2 separate regions of the Mus musculus genome follow, and region 2 is linked to region 1. The links are chromatin contacts, called in public promoter capture Hi-C maps. All regions are on one chromosome and are shown on one strand. Each heading gives the region's core, a stretch centred on a gene start, on an enhancer-like site or on the middle of the called end of the contact. The rest is flanking DNA. Distances are from core to core; before and after follow the strand shown. Region 1 overlaps Ccdc13 (coiled-coil domain containing 13). Region 2 overlaps Abhd5 (abhydrolase domain containing 5).

The links. Promoter capture Hi-C pulls out the DNA fragments that hold promoters and counts their contacts.
Region 2: a promoter capture Hi-C map of the C10 cell line shows a contact between it and region 1, with 3 times the contacts expected there. The contact joins two enhancer-like sites. A contact is called at or near these places in 2 of 39 promoter capture datasets (the C10 cell line and liver), 1 of 115 datasets of contacts at active chromatin or transcription factors (stem cell-derived neural progenitor cells) and 1 of 9 other capture datasets (embryonic stem cells).

Annotation. Positions count from the first base shown.
Region 1 is chr9:121,818,054-121,820,773 of GRCm38.p6, reverse strand. Ccdc13 (coiled-coil domain containing 13) reads left to right here. Exons shown (of 16, transcript NM_028384.1): 6 at 1-114; 7 at 1,175-1,279. Among named protein-coding and RNA genes, the nearest start is that of Gm51698, 16 kb to the right of the region's middle. Within about 2 kb of position 1,408, at least 44 of the 459 cell types and tissues checked have an H3K27ac peak or open chromatin away from gene starts, as enhancers often do.
Region 2 is chr9:122,355,988-122,358,707 of GRCm38.p6, reverse strand. The region is part of intron 1 of Abhd5 (abhydrolase domain containing 5); the gene reads right to left. Among named protein-coding and RNA genes, the nearest start is that of Abhd5, 5.7 kb to the right of the region's middle. Within about 2 kb of position 1,342, at least 26 of the 459 cell types and tissues checked have an H3K27ac peak or open chromatin away from gene starts, as enhancers often do.

The sequences.
Region 1 (2,720 bases), core at 159-2,658:
GAGACCCCAGAGGTGAAAGCTCTGCAGGACAGGCTGGCAGCCACCAACCTGAAGATGAGTGACCTGCGCAACCAGATCCAGTCTGCAAAGCAGGAGCTCCGTGTGGCCCAGAAGGTCTTCTACACTCAGGGTGTGGGACTTCTTGTGTGACCAGGGTTGGTCCCAGGAAAATCCCGATGACCCACTGGCTTCTTTTCCAAAGCAGGGCTGCTTAGTCCTGCTTGTGCTGGGTCAGTCCTGTCTGGGGTATGGGGTGGCCGGCTTCCTGGAAGGGCTGCCCACTACCCTGAGATGCCCACTACCTGCCTATGAACTGAGGAGATTAGCTCTGCCAAGCAGAGAGAGGACTGGGAGCCTTCTCTGTACCTCCCCCAGTGGCTGCCCTGTGCCCTGGTAGACCCAGTGAGCTGCCTTACCTGTGACTCAAAGGCTGCCTGGCCCACCTGCTGCCTTGCACCTGTGACCTGCAGCACAGGAACAAACAGGGAATTTGTGCACTGAAGGCCCCTTCCCAAGGAAAGTGCTCGGTGCCAGGGTTTTGGATTAACATAGTGAATTTGGCATCTGCCTTCTTTGCTGGAACCACTCAGACTGGCCAAGAATTACAAAACAGTGTTCTATTGTGGAAACAAGGGCCAGAGACTTGTCCTGCTGGATAGGGATCAGCTTGGTGACATACGGAGGGTATTATTTCATCCTCAAAACCTTGAGGTAGGCCTAGCTTCATACAGCTTTGGTGGCCACAGTGTCAGGTCTTCCTGAAGCACGGCAGCCTCAGTTGACTTCTCTGTACTTACAAGAGTCACTTGGCAGAGGCCAGCCCCTGTGGTGTGCAGCACGCCTCCTGAGCCCTCCAGAATTCTGTGATCCCAGGCGAGTCATGCAAGGAGGCAGGCACTGGTGGCTGAATGTGCAGGGAGCAGGGGGCCCTCGGGGCAAGAACAGTGTTGGAGTGTCCCAGAGAAGGGCTGGCCCGATGGGCTCACTACCTCCCAGGCAGAGCAGATCTGGACCTTTAACAGCTGAGCTTTGAGGTAGGAGGGAGGTCATGCAGATAAAGCCATCAGGACCATCAGGAACTCCACCCCAGAACTGCCTGGGAGCCATGCAGTGAGGGCTAGAAGGGCTGGGTAGCCTCTCCCCTGCCCACACTGAGCGCCTTGCTTTGTTTCAGGTTCTGGCCAATGAAGTTGGGGAAGATGTAAACATCCAGCAGCTGCTGGCCTCACCTGGGACCTGGCGGGGAAGGGCTCAACAAATTCTAGTGCTGCAGAGCAGGGTGAGTGGGCTCCTCCTGGACCCCGGAGCACACGGCACTGGCGCAGGCCTGTGGCTCCCACACCATGCCCTTGCAGAGTGAAGGGGTTTTCATTTGTTTATTGCCTGCATACGCACTTACATAACACTTTGCACATGCCCAGTCCTGGCTCTTAACCAGCCCCACAGCCTTGGGTTTCATTTCTGTCTCTGCAGGCATGCTTGCCTGAGTTCGTTTAAGTTTGCGTGACTGCTGTAATGCTTTTTCCAGTTTCATACCAGAAGCTTTTTGTTAGCCAGTAAAACAGCCTGGTCTGCCTCTTTATTTTCTAAGTATTTTGGCACACACCACAGGTAGTTAAGAGAAGCAGTTCCAGAGCTGACTGGCTTGAGTTCAAACCCTAGAGATCTCCTCACCACCTGTGGACTGGCACGCAAATTACTCTCTGTGCCTCAGTCTCTGCATCTGTGTAATGGGGATAACAACACTTGTGCCTCCCTAACCCCGAATCCTTGGTCTGTTGGCAAGATTGATTGTGTTGGCATGTGTAGGGGTGGGTTCCTCAGCAGGGAGCCATCCTGAAGAGAGCACTAGACAGGTTAGCCGAGATTTACTACCCTACTCCCACCTCCACCCTCATTTTGCCTTTAGAGTGAGAAGCTTCCAGAAGCTTCCTCGAGCATGCCACCTGCATCCCCTGGGATCAAGTCTACACCCTCCTGGGTGCCTTTTAAATTAGGGTTATCCATGAAATCCTTGAAGCCAGCGTGAAGGGAAACAACATCCCCCAAAGCTTTGGGACCCTAGAGATGTGAGCTCAAGTCTCCTCACCGTTGCTCTGGTGAAGCTGTGTGAATGACTTACCTCCTTCCGTACCACCTTGAACACGCCTGATCTCATCTGATTCTTGACAGTGGTGTAAAAGAAACACATACTAGAGAAAAGGCTGCCACTATCATGTGGCACAGCTGTGGGGAGGCATAAAACCAGAGCCTACCTCTCACCCTGAGAAGTATCAGCTCAAAAGGCATCGGAGGCCTCAGTGTTAGGCCCACAGCCTGGCGATGCTCTAGGAACAGAACACGGCCCTCTGAATAGGGACACAGGGCAAGAACTGATAGGATGGCATTAAACGGAAAGGATTAGGGAACAAAATGCCCAGCAGAGTGATGAGAACCTGCTGTGTGGGCAGCCTTTGCCACCTGTAGCTCTGAAGATTGATAATCAGAATATATAAAGAACTCCAAAACCTTAGCAAAAGAACAAACAACTCAAATTTTAAATACACAATTATTTCCACATACACTTCTGAAAAGAAGAAATACAAATGGTTACGGAATGTATATATGTGTGTGCATGTGTGAAGAGGCCAGAGTAGACATGAGGCAGTGTCTCCTACACCCAGAGCTTCAGGCCTCCCCTGTCTCTGTGTCTCAAGCTCTGGGGTTACAGGCAGGCCGCC
Region 2 (2,720 bases), core at 93-2,592, 540 kb before region 1:
GCAGAGGTCTTCCTCCACTGACTCACCACTCCACAAAGCAAACTTTTTTTTTTGTGAGACAGGTTCTCAGGAAATCCAAGCTTGTATTGCTAAGCAGCTGGGAATGGCCTCAAATGTTTGATTCATTTGCCTCTATCACCCAGGTGGTGGAACTGCAGGTAAGAACTACCACACCTGGCTACACAAACAATCTTTAAAGGCTGGAATTAGCCATGATTTTTTTGCCCCTCAATTTAGTATTTGTACCAGGTGGGTTACACTAAAAATGAAGGGGCAACAAAGCTCTTATTTTTGTAGTTACCTCTTCATCAATGCAGGGCTGTTTTTTACAAGTGAGCTTTTTCTATAGCATATTTGAAATTTAAAAAAAAAAATCATTCCTAATAAAACTGTGAAGAAAGCATTTCCCCTAAGTCCAAACAGAATTTCTGTCCAGGTTTGCTTTAATCAGATTTCTGGTAAGATGGAGTATGGAATCTGACTTCTAATTCTGTTTCTTTAAGACAGGGCACTAAACATACAGCAGCTCCCACGAACACCTATAGAGTGAAAAGCAATGTCTGCCTACCCTTCAGAAGTCCTCACACTTTCTTGCTATCTCTGTTAGTCCTTGGTTAATCCTCTCCTCTGTCTGCCAGGTAACTTAACTACATCTCCAAGGAGACTGTGTCTATCCACTGGGTCTCTGAGGCCATCCAGTTGTCTGGCATTCCCTGGGTTTAGCATGTGGAGACTGGAACTAAGCCTGACAGACTCAGAGCCATTCTTCTGAGGTCACAGATTCTAGGTAAAAATCCACAAGGTCTATCTGTAGACCAGTAAACAGAGATAGCTGTCTCCACACAATTTTGGAAAAAAAGAAAAGTATGACCTATTTAAGCAAGCACTATTAGCCATCGCCAAGGGCTGATGTCAGAGGAGAGTGGAAGTATCAACTGTAATACAAAGAAAAGCCATTCACTGTAAAGACTGTAACTTTCCCAAAGTAAACACACAACACTGGGAAGGCTTGCCAGTGTGTGCCATAAGATTTTCTCTAAAAGCCCTGTGACCTAGGCACTGACCTTCTTGGTTAAGAAGATACAAGCCCCGAAACATCTAATTTTAAAAAGAAAATAATTAAGATTCTTGATCTACATCTATAACCACCCAAGTGGAAACAAAATTAGTAAGGAAAGTTTTAGAAAACCATACTAAAAGTGATAACTCTTAGGAAAGCCAGGTAGTTGTGATTAACATATTTTACAAAAAAAAAAGTTTGATTTTAATTATCCTGCATGTCCCCCTGAACTTTCTACCTAATTTTGTGTAACTATCACTAGCAATGGATTTGTTCCTCATGCCATGAACACTTAAGTTCCTGGTAATTCCTGTTCTGTTCTCTGAGACATTTGACTATCTATAGTGTTACTAAACCTGAATTGCACAATCTATAAATATTGTGAAATGGTGAAAGAAATTTCAAAGTATCCTGAAGAAAATATACAGAAGCCTGGCCAATTTCCACACACTCTTTTGGGCACTTAACGTAACATTTCTAATTAGGTTATAAGTAAAGAGGATTTCATTATGTTACAATTTTGCTTAAAATAGTAGCCATCCTTCTACTGATATAATGAAGCCCAGAAAATGTGCTTACTATTGTTCTCTGTTAAGTAATCTAAACAAAGAATTGTATCTTATTTAAAGAAACCATGAAGCTTTGGGGGTTTTAAAAAGAAATATACAAATTAGAGGTGTTATACATACTCCTCTAACATAAGTCTTCAATCAAAGAAGAATTAAACAGTTTCAAATTGGGCATCCTTTCTTGGAAACAGAAATTTAAAACCCTATTCTTGTGAAAGAGGGGGAAAGAATATGTCACATATAAGTACAATTTAAGTGATGAATACATTTTTAGATATATGAAGCTGAAAGGATTCAGGTTCTCAACTGGCCACTACATCCATGACAGCACTTGTCCTCTAATACACCCATATGTTAATTTAGAATCTTTTAAAAGCTGAGTGGTGTGACTCAGGCCTGTAATGCCAGCACTCAGGAGGCTGAAGCAGAAAAAAATTGAGATTTTGGAGACCAGTCTAGGCTACATAGAATTACACTGTCCTATAAAAGCAAGAGTTTACATACCCACAAGCATACGCATACCCACATAACCTCTCTATGGCATTTCCTACCTTCCCTCACACAGAAAAGGAGCCAAGCACACGGGAAGCAGTTGCACGTGAGCACACACACTCACTGCTCTACAGCTGGAGCAGTATCTCCTTAAGTTCTAAAAGGAGCTTATCCACATTTTCTGTAGCTCAATCAAGGGCGTTACGTTTAACATAAAAACCTAACAATTACTCAAGGCTGCTTCAAAAGTCCATAAAGCTTCCAGATGAGTGTTAAATACTATGGCTCACATCTTTGAATCCTGAAGCATATGTTTTGATTGTGTGGCCCACCCTGATTTTATCAGCTTTGTTTTTTGTCACAGGATTGGCATCTGCATTTGCTGGTCTGTGACTGCAGACCTACTCTGCGGTGCAGGAACAGAGAGGGGCATGGGTTGGTTCATCTAAGGTCAAGAAATAGAATCCTGTTTCCAATATTCCAGGAAAATTTAGGTGTGTGATTCTAATTGTCCTATTCAAATACAAACATTTCTGAATATTATGAAAATAAGCCACACCCCTAAGGTGTGAATAATTAACTACTAGGTTTGCAAGCTC